Regions from separate parts of the Mus musculus genome. Here regions 1, 2 and 3 are each linked to region 4. The links are chromatin contacts, called in public HiChIP or PLAC-seq and promoter capture Hi-C maps. All regions are on one chromosome and are shown on one strand. Each heading gives the region's core, a stretch centred on a gene start, on an enhancer-like site or on the middle of the called end of the contact. The rest is flanking DNA. Distances are from core to core; before and after follow the strand shown. Region 1 has its middle 19 kb from the start of Hivep2. Region 2 overlaps Plagl1 (pleiomorphic adenoma gene-like 1). Region 3 has its middle 19 kb from the start of Gm22995. Region 4 holds the start of Adat2 (adenosine deaminase, tRNA-specific 2).

What was found. Promoter capture Hi-C pulls out the DNA fragments that hold promoters and counts their contacts. HiChIP or PLAC-seq counts read pairs in DNA pulled down with a chosen protein or histone mark.
Region 1: a contact with region 4 is called in an H3K4me3 HiChIP or PLAC-seq map of bone marrow-derived macrophages, with 2.9 times the contacts expected there. The contact joins the enhancer-like site here to the promoter of Adat2 in region 4. A contact is called at or near these places in 5 of 39 promoter capture datasets (the C10 cell line, liver, maxillary cranial neural crest and 2 more), 2 of 15 datasets of contacts at CTCF or cohesin (large pre-B cells and stem cell-derived epiblast-like cells), 9 of 484 Hi-C or Micro-C datasets (the AML12 cell line, LSK cells, bone marrow-derived macrophages and 6 more), 10 of 115 datasets of contacts at active chromatin or transcription factors (bone marrow-derived macrophages, craniofacial prominence, embryonic basal ganglia and 6 more) and 5 of 9 other capture datasets (adipose tissue, embryonic stem cells, liver and 2 more).
Region 2: an H3K27ac HiChIP or PLAC-seq map of embryonic stem cells shows a contact between it and region 4, with 7 read pairs. The contact joins the enhancer-like site here to the promoter of Adat2 in region 4. A contact is called at or near these places in 6 of 39 promoter capture datasets (the C10 cell line, the HPC-7 cell line, HPC-7-derived erythroid cells and 4 more), 16 of 484 Hi-C or Micro-C datasets (CD8 T cells, the P5424 cell line, Th1 cells and 10 more), 12 of 115 datasets of contacts at active chromatin or transcription factors (astrocytes, bone marrow-derived macrophages, cardiomyocytes and 6 more) and 4 of 9 other capture datasets (adipose tissue, liver, macrophages and 1 more).
Region 3: a contact with region 4 is called in a promoter capture Hi-C map of hippocampal neurons, with 4 times the contacts expected there. The contact joins the enhancer-like site here to the promoter of Adat2 in region 4. A contact is called at or near these places in 6 of 39 promoter capture datasets (the 3T3-L1 cell line, the C10 cell line, hippocampal neurons and 2 more), 2 of 484 Hi-C or Micro-C datasets (bone marrow-derived macrophages and cortical neurons), 7 of 115 datasets of contacts at active chromatin or transcription factors (bone marrow-derived macrophages, craniofacial prominence, embryonic limb bud and 3 more) and 3 of 9 other capture datasets (adipose tissue, embryonic stem cells and pancreatic islet).

What each region holds. Positions count from the first base shown.
Region 1 is chr10:13,944,654-13,950,502 of GRCm38.p6, forward strand. No RefSeq gene overlaps it. Among named protein-coding and RNA genes, the nearest start is that of Hivep2, 19 kb to the right of the region's middle. Within about 2 kb of position 2,023, at least 46 of the 459 cell types and tissues checked have an H3K27ac peak or open chromatin away from gene starts, as enhancers often do. A contact at or near this core is called in bone marrow-derived macrophages, where this site is marked.
Region 2 is chr10:13,103,917-13,110,646 of GRCm38.p6, forward strand. Plagl1 (pleiomorphic adenoma gene-like 1) reads left to right here. Exons shown (of 6, transcript NM_009538.3): 2 at 1,939-1,977. Among named protein-coding and RNA genes, the nearest start is that of Hymai, 16 kb to the left of the region's middle. Within about 2 kb of position 4,240, at least 58 of the 459 cell types and tissues checked have an H3K27ac peak or open chromatin away from gene starts, as enhancers often do. A contact at or near this core is called in embryonic stem cells, nephron progenitors, reprogramming fibroblasts and 1 more, where this site is marked.
Region 3 is chr10:13,904,841-13,910,810 of GRCm38.p6, forward strand. No RefSeq gene overlaps it. Among named protein-coding and RNA genes, the nearest start is that of Gm22995, 19 kb to the left of the region's middle. Within about 2 kb of position 1,516, at least 8 of the 459 cell types and tissues checked have an H3K27ac peak or open chromatin away from gene starts, as enhancers often do. A contact at or near this core is called in cortical neurons and hippocampal neurons, where this site is marked.
Region 4 is chr10:13,548,775-13,554,974 of GRCm38.p6, forward strand. Adat2 (adenosine deaminase, tRNA-specific 2) reads left to right here and starts at 4,133. Exons shown (of 6, transcript NM_025748.4): 1 at 4,133-4,587. The coding sequence starts at 4,492. It overlaps Pex3 (peroxisomal biogenesis factor 3), which reads right to left and starts at 4,368. Exons shown (of 12, transcript NM_019961.3): 1 at 4,052-4,368. The coding sequence starts at 4,124.

The DNA.
Region 1 (5,849 bases), core at 773-3,272, 390 kb after region 4:
GCTTTCTGTTGCTGTGAGGGGACACTGACCATGGGAAGTCGTATAAAAGAAAACATGTAACTGGGGCTGGCTTACAGTTTCAGAGATTTAGTCCATGATTGGCATGGCAGAAAGCATGGTGGCTTAAGAGCTGAGGGCTCTACATTCTGATCTTTAGGCAGCAGCAGCAGACTGTGAGCCATACTGAAACTATACACTGAGTGTCGCTTGAGCATAGGAGACCTCAAAGCCCGTCCCAACAGTGACACTTCCTCCAACAAGACTGTGCCTCCTGATAGTGCCACTCCCTATGGACCAAGCATTCAAATACGTGAGTCTGTGGCGGCCATTCCTATTCATACTACCACACTGGATAAGGATTTGCAGTTACCTTTATCACCATGTTAGTACATGTTCATTTCTTCCTATGTGCTTTCCTAAAAAGAAATTTGCTTGCATTTTGTGTATGTGTGTTCGTGTGCATATGTGTAAGGTGCATGAGCATCTATACGTATGTAAGGATACAGGCACTTGCAGAGGCCAGAAGTTGACATCAGAACTTTTTCCTCAGTTGAAATCACTACCTTAGTTTTTGAGACCTAAAGCTTAGTTTTCAGCTGGACTGGCTGGCCATAGGGCCTCAGGATTCTTCCTAGCCCTTTTCCCACTGCTGAGATTACAGGTATGCTCCATGTCTGATTTTGTGAGTGTGAGTGTGAGTGTGTGTGTGTGTGTGTGTGTGTGTGTGTGTGTGTGTATGACTGCAGGGGATCTGAACTCAAGTCCTTCTGCTTCCAGAGCAAGTATGATACCCCCTGAGCCATCTCCCCAGCCCATCTTCATGTATTCATTTTACCCTCTGAACAATCTTCTGGGATCTTATTCTGCCCATAAAAAGGATGAGGAAACAGGTCACCTGGACAGCAGGAATTAAACAACTGTGTCTTCTGAGAGAGCAGCAAGTGCTCTGAATTATGGGCCACCTCTGTTCAGTCCCCGGAAATTACTGTTCTAACCACATACTTTCTTATTGAGGTTTTATCCTCCTACCCAGTAAAGCATCATGTTTTACTTAATAAAAACACAGATTTTAAGGGTGTCAGTTGACCTTCTATCAGATAACTGTTAAATTTATTTACATGTATCCATGTGACCAGAAATAGTATTTGCTAAACAAACAAACAAACAAAAACTGATTAAGGTATCCGAGATCTATAGTTACATATGCATGAAAATGTTAGTGCTCTGTTTAAGTCAAATATATCGCATTTTTATGGGAAAATGTCAAAAAAAAAACAAAGAAAAGAAAGACAGAAAGAAATAAAAATTGGGTTTTTAAGAGGGCAGTATGCAAGAGTAAAGTAAATTTAGAGTTGTTTTATTAACACAGTGATGTGATTTGAGTTTGCATCTTACCATAGAGAAAGGTACCCTTTAGAGATACCCAGAGGCTATTATTTTTGCTCATCTATTCTGATAATACAATGGATGTTCTAAGACAAGCCGGGGGTGGTAACCAAGGGCTTCATTTATCTGAAATTAGAAATGCCCACAATGGGTTGGCAGGGCCGTGGGCAGCACTGTGTTTCCCAGCTCTCTCTAATTAGCCCTAGAAAAATGAGAAGAAAAGCACCCACATTCTGAAAGGCTTGCTACCTGAAGAACTATTTTCCTTTTGTTATATTCAGTGTGTATAATTATGTTTTCACAAAGTCCATGGCTTTGGAATCTTTCCCTCACTGACCTGCCACCTAGTTGTAAGTCCTACCCAGCAGCCTCTGTTTATCCAAGTCTGAAAGGTTGTTTCTGTGAAAAATTTGCTTTAAAATAATTAGTGTGTGTGTGTGTGTGTGTGTGTGTGTGTGTGTGTGTGTGTGTATGTGAGTGATTATCCCCTATGCCTTTCTTTCCCCTCCTTTGAAAGTGGCCTACCCAGTAATTGTGCTTGCCTCTGTCTAAGCTTTTGGTCAGCTCTCAGGCCCTTTGCTCACTCCCCCAACCTCAGCCCAACCGTGCTGGCTCTCGGTTCCTCATGGTGCTGAGCTGTTTCTGTCTTGAGCTTCTGCACTTTCTGTTCCCTTTCTCTGATGGCCTCTCCCTGTCATTCAGTGCTAAGCGCAAAATTGTCAACCCTGTGAACGCCCCTGCTGACGTCCAGTCTTGGTCCCACAACAAGTCTATTGCCTCTTGATGACTTGGTTTGTTCTTACAATTCTTATCATCAGTCTTATTCATTCCCCATGTTTCCTCGTGTACCTTCGTGCCTTTATCTGCCTTGTTCTCGCCTCTATCTCTAGTCACTTAACAATACCTAGCACGAGGGCACTTATAAATAAGGAAGCATATCTCTTTACTCAAAAATCAGTAGATGAAGGTAGGAGTTAGAATACAGATTGGTTTGGGGGTTTATTGACTGGGAAAGGGCATAGGAGGCGGTCTGGAGTGTTAAAAATATCCCTCATTGTCATCAAGGTAATTGTCACATGATATTCTCTCCCTCCCCCTACTGTACGCATATGGAAGGAAAGGTCACACACACATATTCAAAAGTAATTTTTCTTTACCCTTATGGTTTAGCAACGTTTGATATACTATGAACTGTTTTGCCAGTTAGTCAAGTGATAATCTCCCCAGGTAACATTTGAGGGAGCTTTTCATACCAGATGCCCAGGTCAGGAATCTCCAAATACTTTTTCAAGATCCTTGATTGTTGGAAAATAACCATTGTCTTAAAGGACAGATATCAAGAACAAAACCAGCTAGCTGCATACTGGATGCATACTGCTTCTTGTACGTTGGCCTGCTTTGAGTATAGCTCTAACTGTATTAGGTGAGGATTTATTTATCAGAGGGAGCCTCATGCATTTCAGGGGCAGTACCATGGTGAGCAGACAGAGCCCTGAAAAAAAGATAAGAAAGGAGAATAAAATGCAAAGTGCCAGCTGGCCGTGGTAGCATATACCTTTAATCACAGCACTCGGTTAGGAGAGGCAGGTGAATTTCTTTGAGTTCTGGGTTCTAGGCTACCCTGGTCTACACAGTGGACTCCAGGACAGTCAGAGTTATACAGTGAGATCCTGTTTGAAATGAAACAAAAATGCAAAGTGTTTATTTATCACAGGGCATCATTTATCCATCTGCCAGTTGTGATTCTATAGATTCTATAGTCTCACTGAGGAGAAATGACTAGAGAGAAAATAAAATTAGAGGACATTGGCTGGGAATGGATCATATTAATTTGTTGGAATGAAAAGATTTGACATATTCATCGCTATATGCAAGAAAGCCAACTATAAAGAACATACTGAGTAAGTTTTTTTCTTAATTAAAAATATGGCTTTATGAGATATAAAATAAATGACTCTAATGTTGAATTAGTTTGTGAAAATAATCAAGAGCACCCTTACATCTATAGGTTAATTCTTCAAATGCAGTGAAATCTTAAGTACAAAATGTTTTAGAAATTATCTAACTCTTCTTCAGCCTTGTGAAGTATTTCTAAACAGAGCATGGATTTCCTCTCTTAATTGTACAAAATTCATTGCTCTGGCACACCGGTCTTTCCATGGTTGGGTTCACGATCCACATAGATGGGCACAGGGAGCCATCTCAGTGGCTATAGGTTGTGTTGACGTCATCCCAGTAAGGGCTAACTGAGTTCCCCTTTCCCCCTTCACTCTGCACAATGTGAACAGCTCTCTCCTTGCTGGGCATGTTCCTCTGGGTCAAAACAATACCTACACTTGTACTCCCTCCCTTGATATACTGTTTCTAATTGTCAATCCTAGTTTAGGTCAAATGTCTAGCTAAGAGCAAAGCACGGTGGCCACTGGATTTCCACTTAACCCCACCCTCTCCTCCTCTTCACTCAAGGCTCAAAGCTAGACAAAAAAAGCTTCTAGCTCATCAGAAATCAGACGGATAGGCTGCCTAGAAGTGGATAACGTCATTGTTACCAGAATTCCAGAAATAGTAAGTAAAAGTAAAAGACTTATTTTTTAAAGAAAAACACATAACCTCGACATGTCTGGTCATGAGAAACAATCTCATTTCTGAGCAGGTAGCATACTGACTTGCTACTGCATGGCCCTCAACCCTAATCTGACTTGTGAGCCCTCAATCCTAATCTGACTTGTGATCCTTACTTCCAGCCACTCCAAAAGTACCAGTTTCTTTAAAACTGGGTATCCATGGTAGTATGAACAGGAATGGCCCACATAAACTTATGTGTTTGAATGTTCGGCTCATAGGGAGTGGCACTATTAAGAGGTACGGCCGTTGGAGAAAGTGTGTCTTTGGAGGCAGGTTTTGCAGTCTCTTTTTCTGGGTTTTTTTGTTTTTGTTTTTGTTTTTGTTTTGTTTGTTTGTTTGTTTGTTTGAGACAGAGTTTCTCTGTATAGTCCTGGCTGTCCCAGAACTCACTTTGTAAACCAGGTTGCCCTCGAACTCAGAAATCCACCTGCCTCTGCCTCCCAAGTGCTGGGATTAAAGGCGTGCTCCACCCGGCCCAGGCTTTGCAGTCTTATAAGCACAAGTTTGTCTGGTATGACACAGTCTCCTGCTGCTGCCTGCAGATCAAGATGTGGAATTCTCCAGCACCATGTCCACCGGCATAGCATGACGTCCCACTATGGTGATATGAACTAAACCTCTGAAACTGTAAGCCAGCCCCAGTTAAATGTTTGCCTTTATTAAGAGTTGCTGTGGTCGTGGAGTCTCTTAACAGCAATAGAAACCCTGAGACAGCATCCATGCTTTGCCCTGAAGAGCATGGTGGAGCAGCTGAAGCTAACTCTCTCCTATCCTCTTTTTCTGCTTCATTCTTAGCGGTTTAGATTTCATCTTTCTTTCTTGGGGATTCCTAACCTCCATGTTATCTGGATAAAGGAAGGGGTGGAGGTCCAGAGAGGAAGTCTATATCTAGCTCAAGGTCAATACTGGGACCCATATCTCGAGTTGACAGTACAGCCACCTTGTTCTTGCCCATGGAGCCTGGATCCCTGAACCCATCCATAGACCCTGAGCACAGGCATCCTACAAGACTGATTTACCAACTGTGATAGCTAATCTTGTTTGTCAATTTGACTACAACTGGGTAAGAAGGGATTGGGCACATTGGGGTCCTATGGCTGTAGACTTGACTACATCTGGAATCAACTAAAAACCCAAGGAGCTGGGAGAGCTCAGGAGAGATTTTCTTGATTAGATTATTTGATATGGGAAGACTCACCCTAAATCTTGGCCACTCCTTCTGGTAACAGACCATGCAAGGGACAGGGAAGAAGAATTTCAATTTTTGCCTGCTCGACTACTCATGCCAACAAGTTCATCTCTCCTGTTGCAGAAGTATTCCTTTGAGGGTATTAGAACCTACATCTTGTGGATCCCAACATAGACTGAAGACCAGGAGCTTTCTAGGAACCCTCTAGGACCAGATGGGGATTGCTGAGACAGCCAGTCTCATGGACCTGAATAGACTCACAGCTTTTCTATCCAGGTGAACTGATTCATGTCATAAAATTGGAAAGCCAATCTAATAAACTCTCAGAAATTTACCCTAGTTGAACCAATTTAAACTTATCCCTGGCTAGCTTATAGATGAATGACAGTCAGACTATAGTTATTTTATTTGGCTTTGACAATTACTGGGAGGTTACTCCTAATCTACTTTTCTAGCTGCTGGCCTGATTACTTTCTCATGAGATATACCCCAAGTCCTTGCTGTTTCTCCTGGCCAAGTGCTCTTGGTCCACCTCCTCTCATGGTAACTTCCTCCTTTCTCCACCTCCTCCCTTCTCTCCTGTCTCCTCTCTCCTCTCTCTGCTACCCCCAACTAGGTAACTCAAAACCTGCCTGTCTCTAATCTTTCC
Region 2 (6,730 bases), core at 2,990-5,489, 440 kb before region 4:
TAGATTAAAATGTGGCTAAGGTAGAGTTGACGCCATCCCTTACAATGAGGAACAAGAATAGGCAACTTCCTATGGAAGTGAAACTCACTCCACCCCCTTGCTTTTATGTATAACTTATATGCACAGCCACCTATGCTAATAATGAGGCCGCCTCCCTCGGCCACCTCCTGACCCTAGACCATTAAGGGAACATCTGTAAACAAAGCATACCCTGAGTATCTGGAACAGGATATTAGTGGCTTACTGGCTACATGCCTCTCAAGTATTCTTGAGTTGGCCGACCTGCCACAGTTATACATAAATATGTTGCTTTGTTTTGCAAGAGAAAATAGCTGCTATTCTTCAGTAATAATGCTGTATCATTAAGATAATAAAACCTACAGAAATTTTGTCCTGATAAGTATCCTACTAAATTATTATCATTATTTGGATATTACCTTTAGGCTGTTAGATGTATCTATTGGCTAAAGAGCCTAATTTTGAAGCTTTTTGTCTGTGACTGAAAATTTCACTTCTCATCTTCTCTTTTGCTAGATGAATGAGCATTTTTCAAGGGTCAGCGTGGCTATGTGATTGGTTTGTTGTTCTAATTAGGGGTCTTTTTGTTGTGTGCTCCATCCTCTGGTTTTTTGTTTTGACCATTTTCCATCATTTCATGTTTGAATACAGAACAATTTTCATTTTGTAAATTACCGTTCCAGTCTGGTTAATGTGCTGCATATACTTGAGAGACTGAACATAATTGAGGATTCCAGGCCACTTTGGGTTATAGAACGTGAGTTTGTCTCACAAAAACAAAACAAGACAGAATAGAACAAAACACTCGTATCATTGTTCGGGGACATTTTTCCTATTCAGTTTCTCTATATTAAGGTGAAATCTAGCAATAATTGGGGGCTTTGTGGTGATAGCACAACATATTTTGATGTCATTAATATTGATTATCTTGAGGGACATTTGCGCCTGGACGCCAATTGTCTGATCCCAAATACTGCTAGTATAATTGTATATAACTTATTCACCCTCCCAGTGTCTTAGTTTCCTCTTGGGCCACTCAGTGGTATATGTATACTAATTAAAGTAATATGGAAAAGACCTACTTGATCCTATGGTAAATATCTAAAAGTTTCTTGTTAGAGCTACGTTGAAAATATGGAATGCAAATTAAGAGATCATGTCCTATGTAGCAGAAGATAGCCTATTCGGCCATCATTGGGAAGAGGCCCCTTGGTATTGCAAACTTTATATGCCTTAGTACCTGGGAATGCCATGGCCAAGAAGTGGGAGTGAGTGGGTAGGGGAGCAGGGTGGGGGGAGGGTATAGGGGGCTTTTGGGATAGCATTTGAAATGTAAGTGAAGACAATATCTAATAAAAAAAAAAGAGATCATGTCCATGTTTGGTTTTAAAATAAGTTGTTTATCCTGAAATAGCCATGAGAAGAAAGAGACTTTAAAACTTATCCCAATGCATACAAAGAGAATTCTTTAATCATGCTTTAATGCACAGCTTGGTAGCAGTCTCTTAAGTCTGAGAGGTGTCTTTTCTTTCTTAATTGGTGGACTCATGTTTAATGTTGAAGCAGGCATGAGCTTGATGGTGGGAGTTATTGGGAGTTATGGGGGGGCTTGAGGTGGTGGACTCGCTCTATATCTCGACTTTGGTGGTGATATGAGCCTGTGATAAATGTATACAAGTCAATGGACACATCCAATAAAACTGGAGACATCGAAAAAGACTCTGGATTGTATTAACAGCATTTTATCTGTAACATAATATACAGTTTTGCAAAATCTTGATGCTGGGGGAAATTAAGTCAAGGCTGTCTTAAAAGTGACCTCGGATCTCCAACAGTCTCAAGATTACTGTCATCCAAGGCACACGCCCAACTGTTGTGTGAATACTGTTGTGTCAATGAGTACTCTTTGTTTGCTTTCAGGTTGTTCCTGCTTGATTGCTTCAGCGTGCCATCGGCTTCGTAAGTTCATATTTATTTATTTCTTTTGTTTCCCCTCCTTTTTTTTTTAATCCCCTTTCCCAGGATCTTGCCTTCACTTATCCCAAAGGAATATCTTATGACCTGGGGTAAACTATTTTCCTTATTTGGAGCATAGATTGGTATTTTTAAGGTCCTTTTTCAGTGGATCCCTAATGCTAGGAGATGGATTATTTTGAGGGTAGTAACATGATTGCTTATTCAGTGTAGTTGGGGAAAGAGGACTTCAGTGGATAATTATATCCATGGTACAGAGCGTCTGTGTATAATGGGAGCAGTGTGAGATCTGAAGACTGAACACTTGGAGTTTCCATCCTCCTGCTGTATGACACTGGCAAGTCTCTTCACCTTGCTAGAGCCCATTTTCTCCTCTCTGAGAAACACGTTCATAATGCCTCAGTCAGTTGTAAGAGGAGGATCAAGTTGTAATATCGCAGTTCTTTGCAAATGCTTCTGAAAGATTGGTAAGTGAGCCCATGAGTGTGTTTGACCCTGGCCACAGGCTTTCTTAAAGTAGTAAATTTCATGAGTACTTCTGAAAAATAATTTGATGTAGAGGAGCTTAATGAGTTTCCAGAGAACCTTGTTTGAGTCAGAGTGACCTGCAATTATGTGACGCCGATCATAAGACCAGCTTCCTGTCATGAGCAAGCTTTGGAGGCATGCTAATTTCACAGTACCTTGTAAAGAAATTCCTGACAGATATTTTTGTCTCCATTTCAGAAGACTAGGAAAACAGAGATGTTAGTGTAACCCCTTAACCTAAAGTACGTCAATGGACAGATTTAGCTTAACATTCTTGATAAAACAGTCACTTGTCTTTGTCACAGGCACCTGTCTCCCCTCCCTGCCTTTATCATCTTCTTCCCTTCCCCTTTTGTCTCTTTTTCTCCTTCTTTAGTTTTCTGAGAGAGGCTCTCGTTATTGAGCCTAGGGTTGGCCTTGAACTCGTGACCCAACACTGTGAGCGTCTGAGGGCCATGCTGAGATTACCAGCGTGTGCTATCACAATCGCCACTTTGGCCTTTTTAAAGCTCATTCCTGTCTAACCTTGAAAATAAGTGGAAGCCTTTCACAGAGGGCTGTTGACTACTCTCTGTGGTACCTCTGTAGTAGTTAAAGATAGACAAGAATCAGTGAATTCAGGGCTCAGGAAATCTGTGGTGAGCCCTAGGACAGTACTGAAGCTTGGAACTGGGCATGTGGGAAGGGTGTGTTCTGCATCAAGAAGTGGGTTTTCCATACCTTTAGTTCCAATATTGTTTATTTTCTCTTCGGTTTAGGAATTTTGAAAGGTAAGCCATCTCTCCTGTTTACTCAGGATGAGTGACAGACACGAACACATTTCATTACAGGGTTTGGTGAAGGTCGCCTCAAAGGAGCAGTTCTGAATTCAAGGGCAAATTTAGAAACCCTTTTAATTATGTTTGTTTAATAGAGGTAACCCCCCCTTGGGAAAACATATTTTCTTTCAGACTCTGTTGGTTCGCCCTGCCCCTGGCTAGCCCTCTTCACTCCCACAAACGTGCAAACACTCCTTCACACAGAGACCACTATTTAGGACCTGGCTACCCAGCTAGATTCCCCAAGTTAAAGGGGAAAAAAAAGGTAACTGTTTCGCCCCTGTTCCTATTTCTGTTTAGCAAACAGAATTTATACAAACTATACTCTTCTCTGAGCTGTGTGGCCTTCCCTGGGGACGGTGCCTTCGGGAACGTCTAGAAGTTAGAAATTACACTTTTCACTTGAAGTAACCAGGAACTTGTACAGTGTAGGGGCTTTGCTGGAACACAGGAGTGGATTGATAAGGGGCTGGTCGGGGGACCTTCCACCACACCTATACAACTGTTAGGTTGGGAAGAAACTTTCCAGAGAGTTTGGGTTCAGTGGAGAAAAGAAATTTCAGACGGTTAAGTGGATCACCATTCGTAAAGATACCATGGAAGGAGAAAGGGAGAGCGAGAGAGAAGAAGTTTATTTATGGAATGTCAGGGAGCCATTGAGGCCCAGCAGGATCTAGAAACCTAGGACTTTCCTCCAGGCCTCTCTTCTCCCCCTGACCTTGGATGAACTAGTGAGCAGTATATTATGCCAGCCGATTGTATCGTTTTGTCACGGTTAGCATTCTGGACTGTCACTGGAATGTAGGAAACAGATGAATTTGAATTGAACCATGAGGTGGTCTGCCCGGCCCTCTCCTGGTCTCAAGGAGACCTGTCGCAGTTTGTCTGGGCTGGGCCTTAATGAAAGCTTTAGAGGGAGAGAGAGGTGGGCCTTTGATCTCTTTGTTCCTGCTGCACCCTGGGAACTGGCTGAAATCAATGCGCTGTTTTCCTGAAGGAGTGAATGGGTCTGCCTAACTAGCTTTGTAAAGCTGTGGGGAATTCACTGCCTCTGTTTATTGACAGCTGAAAGGGAGCGCATGGGGTGGAATGGACCTTCTTGTGAAAACCAGGCACAGGAAAAATTAGACCTCAATTTAACACAGAGGAATTTGGAAATTCACCCCAAAGGAGCCGGGAGTTTCTCATGCTTACATTAGAATGACTCAAGTTTGGGGCTAGTGTGTAATGAACAATGGGGGTTTTGTCCCAACTATGCTATAAGTAGGAATATGGTATGCATAATGAATGACGGCAAGTAGCCGGCCATTCAACGTGCCCTTCTCTTTTTAAAACCCAGACAGAAAGACAAATGCGAACCATGATATAATCAGGTGATCCCCTCCTTTCTTTCCACCAAGAAGAAGCATTAATGGCATGGCTGGCTCCTTCAAAGTTTGTTTTTCATTTGTTTGTTTCAAAACATCTTTGAACTTGAGATCTAAGTTCATGGCGGGGACCCATTCTGTCTTGTGATTATTGCAGGGATACAATGATTACACATCATGGAGTTTTTTTTTTTTTTCTAGTCCCAGAACTGCTGAGAATGTCCGCAGAGTGTGTCGGAAACAAATGCGACAGACAGTGGACGGAGATAGCTCCTGGAGTAACAATAGTTTGTAAATCTTAAAATTAACTACCTTCCTTTTCAGAACATGGTAAAGTAGGAGCTCTGGTTTATGGCAAGGAAATACCCCACCCTTTCTTAGCTCTCTTCCCTCACTGGCCTGATGCTTGATTTCCCAGAAAGAATTTATGGCTCCCTCCTTTGGCCCCAGCCCTTTGTGCATACCTCAACCACAGCACTTAACACGTCCCCCAGAGCTCTTTGTTTAGGTGTATTCTTTTAGCTAGAGGTAAAGCAGCTGTGTCCTATTCATTTTTATATCTTCAAGCCCAGCAAAGTTCTTGGCTCAGTAAATGTGGCTGGATGAATGGGGATTGATGGCTCTCTGTACATCCTATGAATGTAACTACTTAACCAGGCTTCCACTGCAAATGCTACATTTTAGGAAAACCTGATTGGTCTATTGAACCTGATCAATGCTGTTGCTGTTCCTTTATGGCGTATTATCAAACACTTTTTTTTTTTTTTTTTGCCTTCATAAGTTTGCGAGCCTCCATCAGCCCCTCTAGAGGAGGCATTTAAAAGCATAGGGCAATGTCCCTTTTGGGGCCAACCTCTGATATCGTTCCTTTCTAAAAGATTCTTAGTGAGTGTCATGTGTAGATATTTTCCCTAAGAAGATGACCAGGCTTTTAATTAAGAGTTCTGTAGACTTTCCCTTGACTGAAATTATCACTTGAGACAGATAAAGCTGCAGTTGAGATGATTTAATTCTATGATATGCTGATAATACAGAATAAAACCTCCCCCCCTCCTCTCACTGGCATTGCTGCCTATCTACCCCCAAGTGGAAACTGAGGAAGAATTTTATCCTGTGCAGCCACTTTGATTTCATAGGACCCTAAATCACACCCAATTGCTGAATTATTCTCACATCAACTCTCTGCCAAGGGGCTTGCACTCTAACTAGGTAGATCATTGTCACTGTTTCCCAGCCCAGGAAGCCTGGGAGGAGGGGGGCTAGGCAGAATGCAGGAGGCATGGGATCTGATCCCATAACTGTTCTTCAGTGTGCTGCTTATTGCCTGTCTGAACCTGAGAACACTTCAGGACTGACCCCTGGCTGGGATGTGACAGGGTGACATGTGACAGAGACATTCCTGAGCTCATGTGTTCCTTACCTACCCACACATAGCATTTCAGTTCCCCAGCGGTGCCTCTTCTGGCTTTTTTAATTACATATCCCTCTAAGGTTGCTGTCACTCCTGATGTGACCTCTGTCTTCAATGTCATCTGGATCTCCTCTGTCCTCTGCACAGTAAACATGCCTTCACTAAGCTGTCAGTCGCCTACCCACTCAGCTCTCCCTGGTCAGTCTTGCGTCTGTCCTTGTTTTTCTGAGTTGAAGCCCACACTAAAGCCATCCACCTCTTACACAGAAGAAGGAGTTGTCATAACATGCACGGTGTTCTTTGAGTGGCCTGGTGACATGTGAAAGACCAATTTTTTCCAAGCCCGTTTGTAATTGTTTTCAGTCACTAAATATGATACTGCATTAAAAACACTATCTAAAGAATATCATTAAAATTACTTGCTGGGCTCCAAATGCATACACCATTGCATACGCCCACAAGATTTTGCTGAAAGGACCCTGATATAGCTGTCTCTTGTGAGGTTATGCCAGTGCCTGGCAAACACAGATGTGGATGCTCACAGTCAGCTATTGGGTGGAACACAGGGCCACCAGTGGAGGAGCTAGAGAAAGTACCCAAAGAGCTAAAGGGGT
Region 3 (5,970 bases), core at 266-2,765, 350 kb after region 4:
GAGGACCGATCCAGGCATGTCACAGACTTCAATTCTGACTGCAAAGAAATTCAGAAGGTAAATCTGTGCAGCTCATTCTTGTTAGCGCCACCTTAAAAAAATGCTGCTTCAATTTACCCAGATTTCAATATTCCAGTTCTCTCCTCAGTTTGTAATTATCATTAGGATTCTATCGACAACAGAGTTTTTGCCAATTATGCTACCGAATGCTGTGTAAAAAAACAATTACAGATGGCAATCTATTTGGCAAATATCTTCTATAAAAATAAAGTAATAATTTTCTAAATTGATTTGCTGGTCCATCAGACAATTAAAGCAGATGAGTTTGGGGTTCTTTTATTTTTTTCTCTTCTTTTCTACGCTTTGGTCAGTTGTGCACAGAAAGTTGGCAGAAGCAGCATTCAGGACTTTCCATTTTGAGAAGATTTCCAAGCAGAGCCCATTTATTTCCAGAGTAACCTTGAAAAATATTCCTTTAATTTTAAGCAAAGAAAGCTTTTTTGTGAAGAAAAAAAAAAAAGTCTCCCTTAGTAAGGGTCTTTCAATGGGTTAGCATTTTGAATGCGTGTTTCTCCATAGAGACACGACCCATTATCACAGATCAGCATCTGCAGGGTCACTTCGTTTCTCCATAGAGACACGACCCGTTATCACAGATCAGCATCTGCAGGGTCACTTCTTTTTCCAAAGGATCTGACTCAGCAGGAAGCATAAAAATATGATACTCGCCTGGAATGCCCATTTGAAGCACCAGTTTCCATACGTCCATAAGATTTCTTCTAGAAGCTATCTCTCCTTTCCAAAAGTGCTACTCAGGGGACTCATAAAGGGGATACAGACAAAAGCCACTGAAAGAAAAGGATGTAGGGGCCATGGCATATTCGGGCCATGTAGGAGACAGGAGGAAGCTTATGTAATCAACATCGTCTTGAAAGCATGTGAATGAATACACGTGTGCACACAGACCCGCACATGCACACATGGACACATGCTAATGGGCACTCAAATGCTCTGATTCCATGTACTGATCCATTCGTGGTCTTAAAAGTGGAGAAAGCTGCTAGGAGAAAAGTATTCATACGTTATCCCGATGTAAACTAATAGAGTCATCCTGAAGATATCGTAAGTATCGTGTCCCTGAGTGATACAATCAGGCATCTTGGATTTTAACATGAATCAAATTTAAAATGACTTGTCCACCACTCTACACACTGGGTTTAATGATGCCTGCTAACCCATTGCCTTCTGAGCACTCTGCATCCTATTCTATCTGCTGCGGCAGTTACCATTAGATTCTTCCAGCCTCTAATTCTATGTTGTGTAAATGTTACGTTGCACATTGAGGCTTCCAGTAGGAACATACAAATCTCAAATGGACACTGAAAGCATCATTTTTCAAAGAGCCAAACTGAAGTTCGGGGAAGAAAAATAAGTCAGCATTTAATGGACAGAACAGAGTGGAAACATCTGACAGAACAGTAGGAAACTTGCTCTGTTCTGAATGCCTCTCTACCGCTCTCGCCATCTGTCATGCATTTCTCGTGAAATAAACAATTTCAGAAACGTTTTAGCCAGGGAAGAGGTACTTTGCATGTATCCGTCTATTTGTCCTATACTGCCCATAAGGCAGTGAAGGAAATCACTATCAAGGAGATGCTTTGACCCTGATGGCGGGCAGCACTTATACTTGGAGATGCTTGCAGGGGACATGAGCTGGAGAGGGAATAGGAAACGGGGTCAGAGAGGAAGGGAAGAGAAACAAATTGCTGCCAAGAGCAAATGCTGAATTTCCTGCAGTTTTTATTTCCCGAAATCAGAGTGGATACTAGAGGGCTGGCTGGGTGAAGGAGCTGGGGGATGGGAGGGAAATGGTGATGACTCCCAAGGAGGAGGGGGAGGAGGAGGAGGAGGAGGGGGAGGAGGAGGAGGAGGAGGAGGAGGAGGAGGAGGGAGGAGGAAGAGGAAGAGGAGGAGGGGTCTTTCTATATTTTTTGAACTATTTCCACAATCTGGCAATACTTTCATACCAGAAGGAAATTATTTACCATTTTCTATGTCTCTGTTGACGGCACGAGTCTCTTCCCATCACTCCGCATGTGAAGGACAGCTTTTCCTAGTACCCTTCGCTTAATGTTGTGAGGGCATTTCTTGTAACTTTGCATTGACACCTTTGAACTTGATCACTGGTAGCTTAGTGTAATATTTTTAATACCTCTTTGGAGAATGTTTTCTCTATTGAATGTGTCCCGTTCATTTTTTTCTCCTATGTGTCTTCTACCCTGGAAATGTAATCTTTTTCTCCCTGGGGGATACTCTTGACAGTAGATCCTGTACATGGCCTCAGCTTCAGTGTTCCTCTGTGCTCATGGAAAAGGCACTTTATCTCCTGGTTCTTCAACTCTACTTTTTGTTGCTCTGGACTGTGGTAAAGGTTGAATAAGACTGTATATTTAGAGTGCCCGGTTCATATTGAGAGATAAACACAGACTTTCTCTTGCATGCCTTTCCTCTTTGTCCCCATTCCTCTGTACCTCTTTCCTGCCTTGCTTCCTTCCCTGGAATTCTTTTCTTCCTCCTCCTCATTGTTCTTTTATTGACAGATCCAAAGACTGACACAATAGCAGTATTCTAAGTCAAGAATGTCCACTCTTTTGGAAAAAATTTAAGGCTCTATAACTCATATTTTAAAAATAAATAAAAAGTAACATTTTTGTCAAACATCTTTGGTGTTAGTTATTCCATGTATCACTCTCTCCCTTAACCTTCCATCTCCCTCCACATTTATATTGTTCTTGCATTACGTCTTCTTTTCTACTTCTGCCTAACGAAGTTGCCCACTGGAGCAATAATGGCACAACTGTTATAGTGATACCAACCATGTCCTGATTGAATGTAAGGCTCCACAGGAGAAAACTCATATTTGCTACTGTAAATTTGATTAAGAATCTGTGGCTAGAGGGTCACCATCCCCAGGAGAGAACATATTATTGTTGTTGTTTAGTTAAATAGGCTTTTTATGAATTTGCTTTTGAAATACTTGTCTTTATACCATGAATTACTGCATCTCTCGATCCTCATTAGAGAAGACTAGTTTTTCAGTGGATGGAGGTTCATACAGAAAATGTCCAAGTGTGAAGAGAATAAGTTATTATAGAGTATGCAGTCATAAATAGAATATCATTTCACATATAGAGCCCCTCTTCCAAGAAGGCTCAGGGAACACCATGAAAGAGTAAGTGGAAAGATTGTAATGATCAGAGTTTGACGACGACTGCTGTTATCTGATGTCTTCTGTACATAATATGGCTGACGTAGGTAGGTACTCATTTCAGCTGTGGCAGCTTATATCACAGAAAAGGGACCTGTTCATGAAGAACCATATCTCCCCAAGGACTCTTGATAGTTAGTGATGGATGGGAGAAGGGGTTCCCCTTCTGTAGTGTAACCACTGACAAGTCTCTCGTGCATCAGAAAATAATATCATTGCTATTGCATGAACTTCTACTTAAACTCAGTGAATCATACAGACAAAAAGAGACATGAAAATTAGAAGGAGACTTGCTGAAATGACGCCCCGGGGGAGAAAGAGAAAAAAGACAGGCTAATAAGAGGTGAGATGGCATTTGTTATATGCATGTATAAAGCTGTCAAAGAGTTTTATAAGTGTATTATTTAAAAATAGTAACAGGTAAGCCACCAGAAGTGTTCTGGCCTTTACTTATACCTTGTGAGATTGAGTTTATCTTTCTTTAACTCTAGAATCCCTTGAGGTCCAGCTACATTTCTTGGGTTCTTCCTGAATCCCTCTCAACACCTCTTTATAATTTCTTCACTCTTTTGGTTTCAATTGCAAGTTTTCCTCCATCCTGACTGTCCTCTATTGGTATGCCCATTTGAGACTTAAATAAAAATGATCTCCTCTCATAAGAACCCAGTGGCATTATGCTATACCTTGGCAGTTGAGTGTCCTCTGTGTTAAAAGCTTGTTCCCAAATGGTGCTATTGAGAGCTGGTGGGACATTAGGAGGTGGTGCCTACTGTGACAGGGCACATTCTTAGAAGGGAACTGTGGACCCTCTTCTCCTTTGCTTTGTCTCTTGGATTATGAGACATGATAATATCTCTTGGACTCACTCTGATTCATGTTCCGCCATGATGTGCTGTCTCTAAAGAACAATGGGGACCAGATTGGGGAAGGATTTTTACCAACCCTAAATCAGATAGGGGACTAATAGCCAATATATATAAAGAACTCAAGGAGCTGGACTCCAGAAAATCAAATAACCCCATTAAAAAATGGGGCTCAGAGCTAAACAAAGAATTCTCGCCTGAGGAATACCGAATGGCTGAGAAGCACCTGAAAAAATGTTCAGCATCCTTAATCATCAGGGAAATACAAATCAAAACAACCCTGAGATTCCACCACACACCAGTCAGAATGGCTAAGATCAAAAATTCAGGTGACAGCAGATGCTGGCGAGGATGTGGAGAAAGAGGAACACTCCTCCATTGTTGGTGGGATTGCAGGCTTGTACAACCACTCTGGAAATCAGTCTGGCGGTTCCTCAGAAAATTGGACATAGTACTACTACCAGAGGATCCTTCAATACCTCTCCTGGGCATATATCCAGAAGATGTTCCAACCGGTAAGAAGGACACATGCTCCACTATGTTCTTAGCAGCCTTATTTATAATAGCCAGAAGCTGGAAAAAACTCAGATGCCCCCCAACAGAGGAATGGATACAGAAAATGTGGAACATTTACACAATGGAGTACTACTCAGCTATTAAAAAGAATGAATTTATGAAATTCCTAGGCAAATGGATGGACCTGGAGGGCATCAACCTGAGTGAGGTAACACAGTCACAAAAGAACTCACATGATATGTACTCACTGATAAGTGGATATTAGCCCAGAAACTTAGAATACCCAAGATATAAGTTGCAATTTGCAAAACACATGAAACTCAAGAAGAACAAAGACCAAAGTGTGGACACTTTGCCCCTTCTTAGAACCCTAACCCTAACCCAATTCTAAGTCCCTACTAGTCCTTCTAATCTTTTCCTTCCCTCAATTAACTGAGGTAACAACAGAAATAATAAAAATTTAAATGTCATTTTAAATATTAGGACATTGTTCAAAAACGTTCTTTGCAGTTGTTTATTTCTGTTCCTTCAAGCTAGCAGTGAAGTCAGGTTTCAAGTCTTCCCAGTCAGTAGAGTCTTTTGTGTTTACTCTTTGTATAGTCTTCTGTAATGATGCACGCTCCTACCTAAATAGAAAAGAATCCTGTGTGGTAATGAAGCCATTAATTTAGACTCTCTCTGGCCAAGAGTAAGAGGTGGGGGAGCATTGTAGCATCGCTAGAAGCCATAAAAGAGAAAGTAGAGTATAAAGATTTGTTTGTGGTTCAGAGTAGTGATTTACATCAAGACACCAATGAGCCTGTCTGCAAATGAGCTCATTCGCTTTTCCTAAAATCGGAGATTTGCTGAGGGCTATTTTAAAACATTAAGATTGTAACCTATTACTTCATACAAGCAAGATAAACCAGGTCCTGGCCAAGTGACAGTAACTCGGCTTTCTAGCTCTGTTTTATAACAGCACCAATGCCAACCACGCCAAGCCATGCTTTTCCCAATTACTTTCCCAAGCCCGTCTAATGTGTGCCATGCTGTTGTGTGTGTTAAACACTAGTGATAATAATGTAAGACAGCCATTTAGAAGCAAATATCTGGCATTTGCTTTAGTGTGCATGGTCCCCAAATTTCTGTCTAAGAACAATGCTGACTGGCTCGTGTTCAGCTAGCTTTTAAGTATTAAGCACTAAGGAGTTATTTTCTTTTTGTCTTTTCTTTTTATTTTTATTTTTCAGTGTGTCTTGAGGCTAAGTCTTGTAACACTGGCTTGTGCTGGAACTCACTAATTGCAACCCCCTTACGTCTGTCTTCCAAGGATTGAGACTATTG
Region 4 (6,200 bases), core at 2,883-5,382:
ACAAAGATATGTGTAGAGAAAAGACAATTTGCGAGCTCCTAGAAGCTCTGTGGCTTTATAACAGTCGGTATTCAGTTACAGAAGACAGCGTGAAACAAGATGATCATCATGTGGCACAGCCTAGTACAGATCCCTTTTAAGTGACTGAAGAAACAAACTCTACAGACACCTTGATCAGGGCTATTAACTTCAAAAGTATAAGGTACATTTTAATTTTGTAAATTTCTCCTTTGGTAGGTTTTTACTGTGGAAGCACCAGAGAAGTCACACATGAGATCAGGCTTAAGTCCTAGACACACTGTTTTACCTTAGTTATCACTGATATTGCTAGTCAAGGTCTAGTTTACTTAGGATCCCGTATACAAAATTCACAAACTGACTCCTTCTAATGTTTCTCTAGGAAATACTAAAGAAAGAAAGAAAACGATCATTAGCTAGCACAGACTCGGGGCTGTATATGCTTCTCTGCCAGGCTGACTCTAGGACTAGAAAACAGGCATTAATGATGGCTCTTGGTCAGCAAGTGAGGTAACTTGGAGCAGGTCACTTACTCCCTCTGGATATACATCTTTTTCGTGTGTAAAATCAAATAGCTTTACCAAAAAAAAAAAAAAAAAAAAAAAAAGTGAAAATGTTTCGACATTTCCTTGCATGGCCAATTAAGCAAAATATCTTTGTATAAATCATTTGTTTTAAAACCATCTCTCAGGCTTGTCTTCCAGGATAAAGATTTCTATAGCACAACTATTTTCAATAACAATTTGAAATAATCCATCAACATTGTTTCCAATCAAGCAGATCCCCAACTTCTAATGTTTACATCTTTTCCATCTTTTCTCAGTGCTGAGTAGTGAACTTGTCCATGCTTAGCCAGTGCCCGCTTGGTGACATCTTCATTTCAGTACTGACGCATTCCTGAACTGTACTCTACACCTGAAGAAAGAGAACCTGACAGAAGAAGTCTATATTTTTCTAAAGCACTTTAAATGGTTTTCATCCATAGCAAAGACCTAGAAGCAACTGCACACAGATCCTGCCCACATTACATACATGGCATAGTAAGGCAGCCATTTCACACTGTGTATTACTTTATTTCCATGCACACTCTCCAGACTTAGAGAAACCGATGTCTTACTCCTTGTGTATTCAGAGTCCAGTAGAGTTAGAGTAGGCCTTATTTTTGTTCAAATGTTAAGTGAATAAATGACTCGAAAAATCCCTAACGAGGTTAAAAATTCCAAGGCTTAAGATATAACTCAGTGTTCTGTGCTTTTAAGAACTCAGCGATTGAGTCTAGCTCCTCTGTTCCGTGACACTTTCTCTTGTCCAGTGGTTTTCAAAGTATGGTCTGGACCTCCCTGGAGTCTGTTGGAGATCTATGAGGTCCACAATATTTGTGTCATACTGAAATGTTGTCACTGGCACTCTACACTCTTTCCCATCAGACAGTTTGAGAACCACTGCTCTTCTCCAGCCTCAATGGTCAAGTGGAGTAAATGGACACACAGCAATTACCATCTAAAGGGTAGGAACTAGAAAGTCTGACTTTAGAAGCCACACAACCCAAAGTTCTGCTTGTTGTGTTTTTCCAGCATTAAATATCTAACTCTTTGATCATACATAATAACACCTTACTCAGCTTTCAAAATATGCAACTCCTCTTGTGAAATCTGCCTCATTTTATACAACTCCATGCTGCTGCGTACCACTAGGCTCTGTATTCAACTCTATCACGGTCTAGTAACAGTATTTCACTTATTTCTTCATTCTTAAAACATAAAGAACCCACTGAGGCAGAGTGTAGAGTATGGGATGATAATATGCATTGGGATCTAACACACTTGGGGTTGAATTCTTATTTCCTTGTTAATAACTCAAACCTTTAGCAAGTTTCTTAAAGTCTAGGGACTCTAGTTTCTCAATTTTACAATGGCCTAATAGTAACTATACTGCTGCCATTTCCAGAGGTTGGAAAGGACTTAGTATGCTGTTTAACATATGGTGGGTCCCTAGTACATATATGTGATTAAAATATATATAAATTATACCTATTTAATCATACCGGTCACAATAGTATAATCACTTAATAAATATTTCATATTTCTTAAAATGTAAGATAGGAATTTTCTTACAATACAGAAAAAATATGAACTCTTACAAATAAAACTAGGTAAGTTCAACTCTTTTTTTTTTTTTTTTTTTTCGAGACAGGGTTTCTCTGTGTAGCCCTGGCTGTCCTGGAACTCACTCTGAAGACCAGGCTGGCCTCAAACTCAGAAATTTACCTGCCTCTGCCTTCCAAGTGCTGGGATTAAAGGTGTGCACCATCACTGCCCCGCTCAGGTTCAACTCTTTTTTTTTATTTTCTGAGACAGTGTTTCTCTGTATAGCCCTGGCTGTCCTGGAACTCACTTTGTAGACCAGGCTGGCCTCGAACTCAGAAATCCGCCTGTCTCTGCCTCCGGAGTGCTGGGATTAAAGGCGTGCACCACCACACCCGGCCAGATTCAACTCTTTTAAGACTTTTTGTTTTGCTAAAAAAGCAATAGTGCTTCGATTATACCTTTGAATCTCTTCCCCCTCCCTTTTGTTGTTGTTTTGTTTTCTGTTTGTATGTCTTTTGTTTTTTGAGACAGGGTCTCAATATGAAGCTCTGGGTGTTCTGGACCTTACCTCCAACTCAGAGAGCTGCCTGTCTCTGCTTCCGAGTGCTGGGATTAAGAGTGTGTGCCACCACACCCAGTTTTTTCCTTCCTCTTCATCTCCAAATATAAAACTCTCAATATCGTTTCAAAAAAAACCTATTACTATATGCATATACTCTTTAATTTCTCCTATGATTATTTCTGATCTGCCATTAAGTATTTCATAAACTGTAAGGGTTAGGCTTTTCCCTCTGAAATTGCTAGAGACAATTTTCTTCCCTTAGGTAGAGCAAAAATTTTTCTTTATACGTCTTCCATGACAACTTTATCTTTAGCATATGTATTCTATAATATTGGTACAATTTATATACCTTAGATATTAGAGACTGGAGGTAATATAAAACACATTGTATCTATAAAGTATTTCCTATAAAATATGAACTATTATTCATTTGTGCTATACCTCAGAGATATGCAGAATGTGGTTACTGTTTTACAAATGTCCTAATATTTTAAGTCATATTATGATATATTTATACACACACACACATAGATCAGAGGATAGTGGTAACAGTTCTTAAAACTCAAGTTTTAAAAATTCTTTTAAACTCCCTTTTTGTGTTGTTCAAAAGATTCCCTTCTTAAAATCCCATAATTATTAACTGAGGGTTGTCTTTCCAAGACAAAGGGTTTAAAGCAGTGTGTGTGTGTGTGTGTGTGTGTGTTGCTCCTTCCCTGGGACCCAATGCAGTCAGCCTAGGCAAGCACTCTACCACAAAGTTACAATTCCAGCATCAAGATTTTTATCCTGTTTCTAACTTTCCTCTCAGCCAGTGAACTCAACTATATCACCAAAATGGATCATGACCACAACCTTGCCAGTCCTGACAACACTGCAGAATAAGCACTGTGTTGATATATAGTTTGTACTTTACAATTGGAGAACAGAAATTATCTGCTGTATATTTTACAGCAACATGCTGTTTTCGGTTTACCTTTAAACACCACCTCAAAGAGCAGACTTAAGATAATGGCCCTAGAATATTTCGAAACTCGTGTGAAAGGTTGAAAGCAGAGTTGACAAACAGAATGAAAATCTAACAGGAAAGCAAAAGAAGAAAATTGGAAGGCAAATGTATCTATCTATACGAGAATAGTGCTTTGAAAAGAAACTTCATTGGGGTAGACTCTTGAAGGCCCATGGGGAGAAAAAGGACGGGGGCAGAGTGAGGGGCAAAGGGCACAGAGATCCAGATAAAAGAACTTTAGAGGTTCTTCTTTGACGGTTGAGCCAATCCCTTCGACAAATCCCAGTTTGGTATCAGTGGGCCCTGCCTGTTTTTATAAGTCACCTCTGTCACTCCTTTCTGCCAATGGCCCCTTCTAAAAAGCATGTTGTCACTCACCTCCGAGGACTGTGCCCAGGAAGATGCATTTCTTTTTGTGACGTTTCAGAAAATTCCACATTGATCTCAGCATCTCCAGACCCCGTGTTGTGTGGGTTGCCTAGGGGAGAGGGGCTGGCTCACCGTGTCTTCCGTCCACCTGGCCTGGACCTCCGGCAGCAGCGCGGTGGCGGCGCTAGGTGCTCTCCAGAAACCACAGACGTTTCTCTGAGCAGAGGTTGTGGCTTAAGCGGAGGAAGGGGGCGTGGACTAGAGCGGAGCAGCGACGCTTTCGGTCCCCCAGCCGCCGCTTACTGATCCGGGACGCCTGGGTCCGTCCGCAAATAGCTCCCGGGTGCCTCGTCTTTTCCCGTCCTCCTGGAAGCAAGGTCCGCTCCCGCCGCGTTCCGCTGTCCTCTCTTCTCTCGTCCCTCGGCCCGGAGTCTCTGAGCGGCGGAGGTATGGAGGAGAAGGTGGAGTCCACCACTACTCCAGACGGCCCGTGCGTGGTGTCCGTACAGGAGACGGAAAAGTGGATGGAGGAGGCGATGCGAATGGTGAGGAATCGGGCAGGTGGATGCTGAGAGCGCAAACTTTCTCCCGGCCATATCCTGACCAGAGTAGTTGAGCAAATGTGCCGGGCGCGCTATCTATCATGTCTGAAAATACCTGAAGCAGCAACTTGTTTTATTCTAGGGGGAATTTTTCTTTAGCTTTGTCTCATAGTAATTGGGGTGAAGGGAAAATACAGAAACGGTTCGATTGATGTATTACAGGGAGTCTTATCTGCCGCCTGGGGATGTGTGCTCCCTACCTGCCTATCTTCCTTCCCATGTGGACACATACTTTCAAATCCATAAAGCCACATTATTTTATGGCTTGCTCCCATATAATGGGAGGAAGCTGATGTTTCTGTAAAGGGTCATATCAAAACGTGTCCTGGTACAATCCTCACCGATGATGTGTCTACTCTTTCTACGATACTTTTCTCTGCCCTTGTATTCCCTTCCTTCCTGCGATTCTTATAGATTGCTCATCATGGAGAGCTCTGGTCGTATTTTTACATGTTTTCCCAAGCTTATTACCCATATCGATGTGTGGCAGGGATAGACGTTTGTGGCAGGGATATACATACAAACTATGTATGTATACACAGTTTGATGCTGGGTTTTCATTCTGTGAACATGGAACACCAATTTGTTTACAGCATTGTAAAGGCCTTAAAACTGAGCTCAGCCTTTGGTGTGGGGATATTATTTTTGTTTATTCTTTTACAAAATTAAAATATCTCACCTTTTTATTCTAATGGTTACAGAAGTTCACCTTCATAAGAAATTAAAATCTAGAAGACAGAAACATGTTTTCCACCCCACGCCCCCAGACAAATGGCATAATGCATTCTTTTAATTTTTTAATTAACATCTTTTTTTTTTTTTTTTTTTTTTTTGGTCATCTTTCTCAGAGCTCGGGGTGGGAAGAAGAGAGCCTTTGTTCATCAGTTGTCGAGTTGAGAATTTGTTGGTTTAAGGAAGATCAAGTCACCATTTCAGTGGCAGAGCTTTGGCCTCTTCCAAAGAAGGCCAGCTTCTTAAGTTCAAATCCATCTAAACAGTTAGACCTATTTGACTCAACTCTTTTGCATTTGTGACAAAGGGAAGGGACAGACTGGAAGAAATGGGAGGGGCAATGGAAAGTCTGAGACTGGGTGGAGTGTTGTGGATTTTCAGCCTCAAGCTTTGAACTTGTCCATAGAGGAAATGCATGCACATTTGCATGTATTTGCCCTGGGAAGCAGTTCTTCTCAATCAACCCCCATAGACTGCTTTCCTAGAGCTTCACTTTCTCTCAATGGCCGTTGCATCTGCTCAGCCACTCACCAGCATCCTGGCCTACAAGCTGTGCCTTAGCAATTATGTTGTATGTCTCTTTAAGGTAGCCCTATCATTTCTAGTGAGATAAATTTGCTGGAAGGAGAGAGAGAGAGAGAGAGAGAGAGAGAGAGAGAGAGAGAGAGAGAGAACGAACCCAGAGGAACTAGGTACCAAGAAGCCCAGTCCTCCGTTGACCTGGAAGTAGAGAAAGGCTGCCAAGACAGCAATGTTCTGCAGCATGTTGGGTGCACAGTGGATAAAGCTCTTGACACTCCCTATCTCTTTGCTTCTACCTATGT